Regions from separate parts of the Sus scrofa genome. Here all the other regions are linked to region 3. Evidence: chromatin contacts called from public HiChIP or PLAC-seq data. All regions are on one chromosome and are shown on one strand. The core of a region is the stretch at or near the end of the contact, and the rest is flanking DNA. Distances in the headings are between cores, read along the strand shown.

The links. HiChIP or PLAC-seq counts read pairs in DNA pulled down with a chosen protein or histone mark.
Region 1: an H3K27ac HiChIP or PLAC-seq map of alveolar macrophages shows a contact between it and region 3. The contact joins the promoter of DCP2 here to the promoter of REEP5 in region 3. A contact is called at or near these places in 7 of 47 Hi-C or Micro-C datasets (alveolar macrophages, blood, epiblast stem cells and 1 more) and 2 of 2 datasets of contacts at active chromatin or transcription factors (alveolar macrophages and skeletal muscle).
Region 2: a contact with region 3 is called in an H3K27ac HiChIP or PLAC-seq map of skeletal muscle. The contact joins the promoter of SRP19 here to the promoter of REEP5 in region 3. A contact is called at or near these places in 1 of 5 promoter capture datasets (fetal liver), 2 of 47 Hi-C or Micro-C datasets (alveolar macrophages and liver) and 2 of 2 datasets of contacts at active chromatin or transcription factors (alveolar macrophages and skeletal muscle).

The regions. Positions count from the first base shown.
Region 1 is chr2:116,802,892-116,806,449 of Sscrofa11.1, forward strand. DCP2 (m7GpppN-mRNA hydrolase) reads right to left here and starts at 1,802. Exons shown (of 11, transcript XM_003123832.5): 1 at 1,533-1,802. The coding sequence starts at 1,585.
Region 2 is chr2:116,899,902-116,903,714 of Sscrofa11.1, forward strand. SRP19 (signal recognition particle 19 kDa protein) reads right to left here and starts at 1,600. Exons shown (of 5, transcript XM_003480890.4): 1 at 1,278-1,600; 2 at 583-658. The coding sequence starts at 1,318.
Region 3 is chr2:116,843,895-116,847,256 of Sscrofa11.1, forward strand. REEP5 (receptor expression-enhancing protein 5) reads left to right here and starts at 1,787. Exons shown (of 5, transcript XM_003480887.4): 1 at 1,787-2,928. The coding sequence starts at 2,811.

The DNA of each region.
Region 1 (3,558 bases), core at 552-3,051, 41 kb before region 3:
TCACCTTCGCAAATATTACCCATATTTAACTTTTCTAACTATAAAATGCATATGCTTTATAATCTTGGAAACATGAATAATAAATAAAAATCATAATCCCACTTTTGGTACAAATTCTTCCAGTCACTTATCTATACAGACATCAAACCTCTTTTTTCTTAAGAAATTGGATATCATAGAAAATGAGTGCCTTAAGTGGTTCATTCGAGTCTCCCATATTCCAAAAGTTATCATCACAACATTATAAAGAAGTACAGTGTTGTTACTTCTTAGCAGTTGCAGAATTTGCCTATTTACTTATTCATATGTAGTTTTCTTCTGTGAGGGTATGATGTTAGACTTGATTTTCTACTACATCCACTTGTGTAAGAGAAAAAGCACAGACATGAAAGAGAAAAAGGCCTAGCTTTCAAATCTTGATTTTCTAAATTAGGATGAATGTGACCTTGTGTAAATTACAACCTCTCAGTGTGTCTCTTAGATGGAAATGGAAATAAATGCACCAACCAAACAGAGTTGTTTCTAGGATTAAATGATACATGTGAAGAGAGCAACCAGTGCCTGCCTGGCATTCAGTATTAACTCCACAAATACAGTTCTTCCCATTAAAAAAGGCGTGAATGAGACACAACTACTAAAAATCATACTTTTAGACATAAATACGGTGAAAAGCGGTTATTTTAATCAGAACTTGCACTCATTTGTAATTTAAATTACTTCGCAACCCACTTACGCCAACGAAAACTCGGGGTATTACTGCACTAAAAATATTTTCTTTTCCTGAAGTAAAATTTTAAGTCCGTTTTACACATGCTTAGCTAACTGAAAATACAGCCATCGAGAAGAATGTAGAAAATCTCTCTTGTAAAACTATACTATGAGCTAAAAGCCTGCAGTTGAGAATTTCTTTTAAGAAGGATAATTAAGGGATGAAAAAAAGAAAACGAAAATGGAACTCTAGGCTTTTTTTTCCACTTCTAATGTTAAGTTTGGGGATGAACAAGACAGCAATTCTTTATAGTAGTTTAGAGAACGCCACAGAAGAGAAGGGTAAATGTGAACTGCTCCCTCCGTAGGTCCAATGACCTGGGATCCTAAGACTTAAAAAAACTTGGGGTTTTTCAACGGCACTGGGGAATCAGGCGGAGGGGAGGAGGGGAGAATACGGTCTGTAAAAGTGAGAGCAGAAAAAGCAAAGGGAGGGGGAGGGGCAGCCCCCAAAAGCCAAAGACAGAAGCTTTGGCGAAGCGGCATTGGGAAAGAAAAATAGGGAACTAAGAAAACGAGGGAATTCCAACGCAGAGCAAGGAGGAGTGGAGGGAAACGTGAGCAATCAGGAGGCTGCGGGCAAAAGATGGGCAGTGTCATCCACGGTAAGGGTCGACCCGGGGAAGGGAGCAGCAGCAGGACCAGAAAGCCAAGACAGGATGTGGGCCCGGGTAGGAGACCCAGAGGCCTCCGGGGTCGCCGAAACTGAGAGAAAAGAAGCTGGGGGAGGAAGGGGGCCGGAGCAGCACTGGGCGCTACGGTACCTGCAGAGATCGTCCAGGACGCTGCCGGGAATCTCCACCCGTTTGGTCTCCATGATGAGGACCCACAGCAGGAGCAGTGCATCCCGGCTCCGCGCGGCCGGGGACCGAGGACACGGAACGGAGACTCCGGCTAGTCAGAAAGGGGGCAGCGGTGGCAGCGGTTCCAACGAAAACGAGAAGGGGAAGGGGCGGGACCCGCTCACTTCCGTCCGGCTCTCTCAACCCAGGACCCCGAGGCTGGGCCCGGGCGCGGGGCGGAGCCCCTGGGGCCACGCCCCTGCTCTGCTTGAAAGGCCCAATGGGAAGGCTGGAGAACCGGGAGCCTGGACAAGCTAAGCCAATGAGACATTTGTTTATTGGTCCGTCGGCTCCAATCCGCCTTCAAGCTGCTCAGTCGCTACTCAGAAAACCAACTTCCCGCCGCCTCGGACTGGGCCTTGGGGCGGGGGACAGGCGCATGCGCCCTATGCTTTCTTGGCACTACTAGAAAGTCTACAGGACTTCAATTTTACTTGTAGATCTCGAGACCATATCCGGGATGTGGGCAAGGTCTGCGCGTCCTCTTGGTGGCTGAGTAGGCTCCGACGTCTGTACTGCAGAGCCTGCAGGCCTGGTTCCTGTCACCTGATATCCCCAACACACACTCACCGCCGCCCCTAACCCCTGCAGGCTAAGGGTTATGTCTCTTTTCGCTACAAACCCCTGAAAAGAGTTTTTTAAGTTTTGTAGTGGCTCGCCTCTGTCCCTCTGCGGGCACCCAGCCCTGGCTGTGAAGACAAGGGTCTCTATCCCAGTATTTGACACACTATGAGATCACAGAAATACGAATTGATTTTTACCCAAACTCAGGAGCTTGCATTCCGCTTTCTGTATGCTCACACCACTCCAACCGGCTAGTACTCATTCCCCATCTTGCGTAATGGAGTCCAATCCATTTGGGATGAATCCTTAAAGAAACTCTGGATCCATCCATTTTTTTAACTTGCTCCTTTGCTATCAGACCCACAGGCCCACATGCACGGTCGTGAAATTTAGTCCATTCTTCGACTTAATCTCCCATCTTTTTTCTAAATTTCTGTCCAAACACACTTTGCCTTTATATCAGTTTGGGTTTTTTTTTTTTTTTTTTTCTCTCTCTTTTTTTTTTAAGGGCCGCACCTGCAGCGTATGGAAATTCCCAGGCTATGGGTCAGATTGGAGCTGAAGCTGCCCGCCTACACCACAGCCACAGCAAAGCTGGATCCCAGCAGTGTCTGCAACCTACACCACAGCTCACAGGCAACAACAGATCCTTAACCCACTGAGTGAGGCTAGGGATGGAATCTGTTTCCTCATGGATGCTAGTCAGATTCTTTCCGCTGAGCCATACTGGAAACTCCTGGTTGGCATTATTTTTCCTCACAAATCTGAGACCTCTGCCTCCATTTTTTGCCTGTACCAAACCCTGCCCAATTTTTGTTGTGTTTTGTTTTGTTCAGATATGTGCTTGTTACCATCTTTTTGGCTTCCGATACCTCCCCTGCATTATCTTCTGACATATGATCAAGCCCAAACTTGACACAGGAGCCCTATTACCATCTATTTTACTCTCCTGTTTTCCATCTTTGACCTTTGCTTTTTTACTGGAGGATTCTCCAACTTTATTTTCAAGCTGTCTATAATATTTACTTTTCTAGAATTCTTTCATTCTGCAAATGTCTCTTTGGGTTTGTTGTTTTGGGGTTTTGTTTTGTTTGTTTGCTTTTTAGGGCCGAACCCGAGGCATATGGAGGTTCCCAGGCTAGGGGTCCAACCAGAGCTCATCTGCCGGCCTAAGACACAGCCACATCAATGCAGAATCTGAGCCACGCCTGTGACCTACACCACAGCTCATGGCAATGCCGGATTCTTAACCCACTGAGCAAGGCCAGGGATCAAACCCAAAACCTCATGGTTCCTGGTTGGATTCATTTCTGGGCCATGACAGGAATTCCAAGTGTCTCTTTGTTGTGGTGTCACAGTCTTGCTTCAAAGATGCCCTATCCCT
Region 2 (3,813 bases), core at 350-2,849, 56 kb after region 3:
CATATGCTGCGGGTGCAGTCTTAAAAAAAAATAAAAATAAAAAGTCAATTCTTTTAGTTATGAATCCATGCCCTTCTTTTTTTAGGGCCACACCTGTGGGCATATGGAAGTTCCCAGAATAGGGATCCAATCAGAGCTGCAGCAGCGGGCCTACACCACAGCCACAGCAGCATAGGATCCCAGGCATGTCCAAGACCTACACCACAGCTCAAGGCAACAACAGATCCTTCACCCACTGAGCAAGGCCAGAGATTCAACCTGCATCCTCATGGATACTAGTCGGGTTAGTTATTGCTAAGCCACCACAGGAACTTCGAATCTGTACCCTTCTGGTTTCACCATTCTTTTCTTTTTTGATTTGTGTCATACCCATCAGAGCTGCAGCTGTGATTCCACCAGAAGTAGGGCAATGTGGGATCCTTAACCTGCCCCGCCACAATGGAACTCCTGGTTTTGCCATTAAGGAAAACACCCCAATTCTTGCTTGCTGTTCTCCTCAGGCCAACAAGTGAAAGAAAACTTTGTGTCTCTAACAGGACAACCTCCCCAGACCCTCAAGTCCAAAGATTCCAGCCTGCTTACCTTACTTATGGGAATTCGCCTCCCCTCCGCAATGGTCTTCTTGTTATTTAAATATGCAGGATAGATACAAATGAACCTGCCACAGGAAAAACCCAGCTGGCATCACTAGAGCAATATTTTCAAAAATTCATTCATTCGTCATCATTAGGACTACCGGTACACATATACTATTATTTACTTTTTTCTTTAAATTGTCTCCCCACTACTTAAAAGTAACCATTAACTTATTACTTTAGATGTTTAAAAAAAATCACTTGCTAGATAACATTTAAACAAAAAATACTGCTCAGTGAGATACAAAGTCGCTGTTGAGTTGGGTACAAATGCCTGTCAAAAATTCCCGAGGGTGGGAGCCCGCTTTCTTACACAGAACGTACGGTGTCACAGGTATAAAGGACTCGAAAGAAACCAAATAAGCCTTTCCGAACGTACTAACAATTACAAGAGATTTTTTCATTTTGTGACTACTTAACGTAATGTTGACGTAGCATCCAGAGCCCTTTGTCTCACGTACAGGTAAATAGTGAGCTACGTAAAGTCGGAAACTAGGGGCCCTGCGAACAGGCTGGCGCAGCTGGCCTGAGGGAGGCGAGGCCTGGGGTTCGGGCCGAGCTCCCCCGGCCTTTCTCGCGGCTGCTGAAGGCGCTGCAGCACCGGCGAGCTTGCCTCGGGCCTCTTCCTCTCTCCGGACCCACCTGTCCTGGTCGGCCGGGGACCGTGCGGCGGCGCAAGCCATCTTCACTCAGGCCCAGACAGTGCCAAGACACGACCAGAAGAGGAAAAAAAAACAGCGGAATCTCCACTAGGAGAGGTTCCAGGCCACCCCGTTTCCGGCGGAAGTCCAGCCCACCGAAAACGCCTACGCGACCGCGGCTTTTCACAGTCGGTCTGTTCCAGCACCTGTCCCTAGGCGCCAAGATTGCTAGTTTCTGACGTGGCGATGCAATCTCCAATTCTCGCGAGACGACCTGAGAACGCGACCAACTCCTTCCTTTCTCAAAGCCGGCCTTTGGGGCGCATGCGCGACAGCTAAACTTGGATTCCACGTTCATGCTCTTATCTGAATTCAATTCTACGCTGAGTTTTGTGCTAAACTCTCTCCCACTTGGAGTAGGGCCCTACGCCACAGTAATCTGTGAATTCCGAGCAGGTTGTTAGAGTAAGCAAATTTTTAACCGCTTTTGGGCCCTGCAGCTTGCTTTCAACTTGGCAAAAAAGCATTTTTATGGTGTGGAACTGGCTAAATTACTTGCACTGTGACTATACACCTTTCAAAACTTCTACCCTAAAATTCACTATTTTTATATATTTTAGGTTAATTGCAAAGCACTATTTGAGGATTCTGTTCCTAAACTAAACACACATTCATTCCTATTTTCTTAGCGGCTGCTTATTAAAAACAAAAACCAACAAAAAGGGGGCAAGGCAAAATAGGTATTTTCCCTTTTACGGATGAAAAAAAAAAAACAAAATAAACAAGTCTTCCCAAAAGCTTGAGTCTCAGTGATGGGTAATTTGCCCATTATCATCGTACTAATGATGGCTGAGCATAGATGCCCAGCTGGTCTGACTGTAAGCTCCTGACTTTTCTCCATCCTCTCAATTCCTGCCTCTCAATCATCCTTGTACTAGTGCCTTAGTACCAGATATAAATGTTTTACTTCTTTCTAAAGTGAACAAGAGTCCTGTAAAAAAATCTTCATGCCTGGCCAAACCAAACATGTAGGGATGAAATGAATCCAGACTTTGAAATAGATGGTTCAGGACTTCACTTTCATACTTTAGTTGCATCACAAGAAAATTCACATACTTTAAGAAAATCAACATTTTATGTTACCATAAATACGATATATAGAAAAATGTGATATATAGACAAGGTGTGAAATGAACAAGGCAGTCTTAGGTTTAATACACACATGCAGTAGTTTACAGTGGGGTTGTTTTTTCAGAGCCATGTAAGTAATTTGAGACAAAAAGACCAATATTAAAAGTGGTTATAGTTCCTGGTTTATACATAGGGACTCAATGGGGCCGATGTTTTTGAGTGGCATTCCATGCTGTAATGCCTGTTTAACTCTACACTATTGTTAAAATATTGTAGGAGTTCAAAGAGAAGGGGAGGGCGAGTGGCAATATTGTTACCACACTAATGATTATAAAACAAGTGAATACAAAGTTTTAAAATGTGGATGCTTGCGGAAAAGCGAGTTAAACTAGAGGATAAAGTGGTACACAGAAAATTGCAGAGATGATGAAAGGCCTTCAGGAATTGACCGTACTTTTTTCAAGTGTAATCAGTATTCCTCATATAGATGTGCCAATAAATTCAACCTAACAACCTTGGTTGAGGCTTTTGGGTAGGGACGGGGTTCACAAAGGTGGAAAGCAAAGATCAAGGTGGGCAGGAGAAATTTCGCTGAGATAGTTGAATAAGACTTGAAAGCAGGATGAGAGGGATTAAGGAAGAGATGTGATGTACAGTCAGCTCTCTGTATTCATGGGTTCTGCATCTGCTGATTCAACCAACCAAGGGTCAAAATATTTTTAAAAATTATTTTCAGAAAGTTTCAAAGAGCAAAACTTGAATTTGCAGCATGATGGCAACTATTTACCACTATTTACATAGTATTTACATTGTATTAGGTATTATAAACAATCTAGAGATGACTAAAATCTGCAGGAGGATATACGTAAGTTATATGCAAATACTACACCATTTTATATAAGGGAACCCCTTTGAGCCCTCATCCTGAGTGGGCCTTGACCTTAACCCCTGTTCTGTCTTTTTATCTTCCTAACTCAGTTTTAGCAAGAATCCTACTAAGTATATTAGGGTTCTTCACAGAGAACCATTACGACATATACAGATATATGAGGAGATTGTTAGAGGAACTGACTCACACCTTTATGAAAGCTGAGACATGCCACGATATGCTACCTCCAAGTGGAACCCAGGAAAGTGCAGTTTGAAGGCCTGGGAAGGGGGAGAGTTGATGGTGTTAAGTCCTGGAGTTAGGAGATCTGAAAATCTGGAGCTCCAATGTTGGAGGGCAGGAAGAGGTGGAAGTATAAGATCAAAAAAAAGAGAACTCGCCCTTCTTCACCCCATAAGTTCTGTTTGGCCCTCAGTAATTGCATGATGTCTTCCCACATTGATGAGAGCAGATCTTTGTTATGCAGTCTACTGATTCAAATGCTCATCTCTTCCAGAAACACCCTCACAGATACACC
Region 3 (3,362 bases), core at 537-3,036:
TCGGATTTGTTAACCCCTGTGCCACGACGGGAACTCCTCAACATTTTTTTGAATGAGTTTTGGCCCAAGATCCTCTAGCTCTTGGACATGAATCATGCTGTGACAATACTCTTTGACTCAAGAACATGCCTTTTCCTTAAAATACATAGATAGGCGTTCCTGTCGTGGTTCAGTGGCGAGAAATCCAACTAGTGTTCAGGTCCGCACTTTCGGCATATGGAAGTTCCCAGGCTAGGGGTCAAACCCGAGCTGCAGCTGCCGGCCTACACCACAGCAACAGCAACTCAGGATCCGAGCAGTGCCTGTGATCCACACCACAGCTCACAGCAACGCCAGATCCTTAACCCACTGAGCGAGGCCAGGGATCGAACCCACGTCCCCATGGATGCTAGTCAGATTCATTATCGCTGAACCATGATGGGAATTCCTCTCAAATTTCCCCATTTTATAAAGACACCACTCATATTGGATGAGAGACTACACTAATAACCTCGTTTTAACTTGATTACTTTCGTAAAGACTCTACCTCTAAATAAGGTCACGTCGTGAGGTAGTGGGAGTTATCACTCCACATATCTTTTTTGCAGGGGACACAATTCAACCGATATCAGCAGTACATTGAGGGGTAAGAGTCCTGTTTGAATTCTAGCTCTGACATGTATCCATTTTGAGCCCTCATGTACCTCATTTCCTTCCCTTAGGTGAGAATAAAAATCGATCTATCAACCCCATGCTGTTCCGAGGACTTAATGAATCAGTACATGTAACACCTCGAATACTGAGTGATACAAGGCATGTTAGATATTTGTTAATTCAACAAATAGTTACTGAAACACCTATTAACTACCAGGTACTGTTCTAGGTGTTTGAGATAAAGAAGTAAACAAAACAGGCAAAGATACCCACCTTTCTGGGGCTCATAATTTTGTGGGGAAAGAAAAAAAAAATACAAAAAGTAGAACACATAGATGGTCAGAGTAGTAAGTGCTAGAAAGAAAAATAAAGCTAGAGAGTACTGGGAGTTGCAATTCTGGATCAGAAAGGGCCTCACAGATATGTCATTTGAGCAAGGACCTGACAGATGGGAGCAGAAAGTTAAGTATTTATCTGAGCTTTTAGATAGAGAACGGTTTCCCTATCTTCGCACCTCTACGTGGTGGGGGGCAGCAGGGCTATCTTGTGCACTGCAGGATGTTTAGCAGTATCTCTATTCGATGCTAGTAGTGGTGGGTAGCATCTGCTCTCCCAGTTGTGACCATCTGTTTGACAACCAAAGATGTCTCCAGACTTTGTGTGGGGGGGACAAAATCACTGCGAGTCGAGAGCCACTAAGACAGAAGGAAAATGAAAGCCCAGGGGCAGGAGAGGCCTCGGCTTGTTTGAGGCTTAGGAAGCAGGCAATAGGAGATGTAATTCAAAGAGAGAAGAAGGAACCATATACATCATCTATGACCTTGAGGCTATTCTTCAGGCAGATGGGAAGCTACTGGAGGGTTAAGAACAAAACGTCAACACAGTTTGACCCACATTTTAAAATGATCCAATTGGCTGCCACACTGAGAATAGACTGTAGGTAGAAACACAGAAATGAACAGCTCGGTCGGGAGGCTGTCTCAGTATCATTAGTTTTTCTTTTGTTTGGTCACTGATTTGGCTGGATGGTGAGGGCAGTGCTCAGAGAATTGAGCTAAGAAGTTCCGGAGAAGAAAAGAGGAAGGAGAATTAGCTTAAAAGGAAAAGGTTAAGAGTGGGCAAGATAGCTTTTTGAGGAAGTGGAAGGAAGTACTGCAAAGTCAAACTGAATGAGCAGACGGGTTGTGTAGGAAAAAGAGAGAATGGTGGGGGCCAGTTTGTGCCCAGGATCAGCGAATGCTAAAGAACTGGAGCTCTGGTCTGCAAGTTCCTTTAAAGCTTAAGCAAGGAGGAAAACTCTGCAGCAGGGTGCAGATCACAGGAGAAAGAAAGAATACTTTCAAAAGGAGTTTCCTGAAATGATGGGCAAGCAATAACAAGAACATAAGTTTAGGTGGAGGAAAAGCATGAGCACAACATTCTGAAGGAAGCAAAGTGAAGTTCTGGCCCTAAAACCTGGAATTAACTTCTACAGGGTAAGTTTTCTTGAAAGGCAAGCACACACCAATGTCTCCGCGGGGATTTGGAAATGATAGCAGACATCAAGCAAATGCCAAGCCCGCCATGAAAAGGTTTAATCTGTTCACTACTTTCTTGTAGATGGTGTCGCTCAGAGGAGGGTGGTAAATTTCTTACAGGATTTCGAAAAGTGAGAAAAACGCTGCCGAGTTTCGGCAACGAAGCAAAAAACAGGTCTGCCGCCAAAGAGCTTTTTCAGAATGGTCGTGCATTTCAACTTTTCGATTTAAAATGTCTTAGGTTTAGCAGAGCAGTGTAGGTGCACTGAACCAGCCCCACTACTTTGCAGTTGGGAGCCACAAAGCCGCCTCCTTTCGGATTTGCGAAAGGCGCTCACAAGATTCATCACCCCTTTTTCACCCAGTTAACAGAGGCGGAGGGCGGCAGCTCGGCGGGGGAGCGCATGCCACTCCATCTGCCACCCGGGGTGTGGCACTGGCTGCAGAGCTCCGGGCTGTGGACGGAGGAGGGGGTGGGGCGCTTGTGGTGTGGCGTGGGCGGGGCAGGGAGAGGGGCGGTGGGGAGCGGAGCTGAGAGACGCATCCAAGCGCCCGCCTCCGGCCCCGCCCGCCGCTGCCATCCCCGCCCCCCCGTCATCTCCCCTCTGCGGCCACCCGCTACTAGAAGCAGCCCCGGGCGGCGGTGCGACGGTCCCCGCCATGTCTGCAGCCATGAGGCAGAGGTTCGACCAATTCCTGCACCAGAAAAACTACCTGACTGACATCTTGGCCAAGATCGAGGCCAAGACCGGCGTGAACCGGAGCTACATAGCGCTAGGTAAGTGAGGGGTGGTAGCCTTCTGGGTCCCGCCGCCAACCCGGCCGGGAACAGCTGCTACATCCATGTCGCTGTGTCGGGGACAGACTTGGAGTGGGGGCGGCATCCCCGGGGACCAAACTGGGCCCCTGGACAGGCCAGGGACCAGAGAGCCCGCCGGGGCGGCCAGGTGGCCAGGCGCCCGGGGGGACGGGTACCGGCTGGCGCTGACGTGTCTGCCCCGCGGCGGAGCGCCGAGTGCCAGCGGCCGAGCGCAGGGCTGGCGCGGGGCGGCGGGGGCGCCTGCAGGAGGAAGGGCTGGCCTGGTGGCGGACTACCGGGTCCTAGCCAGACCCTATGCGTAGCTCGTCGCCGAGAACGGGTGGCCCCTCGGGAGAGGAGGGGCTGCGGGCGGGTGCTGGAATTCTGGACTCTCCAGACCGTTGCTGGAGCTG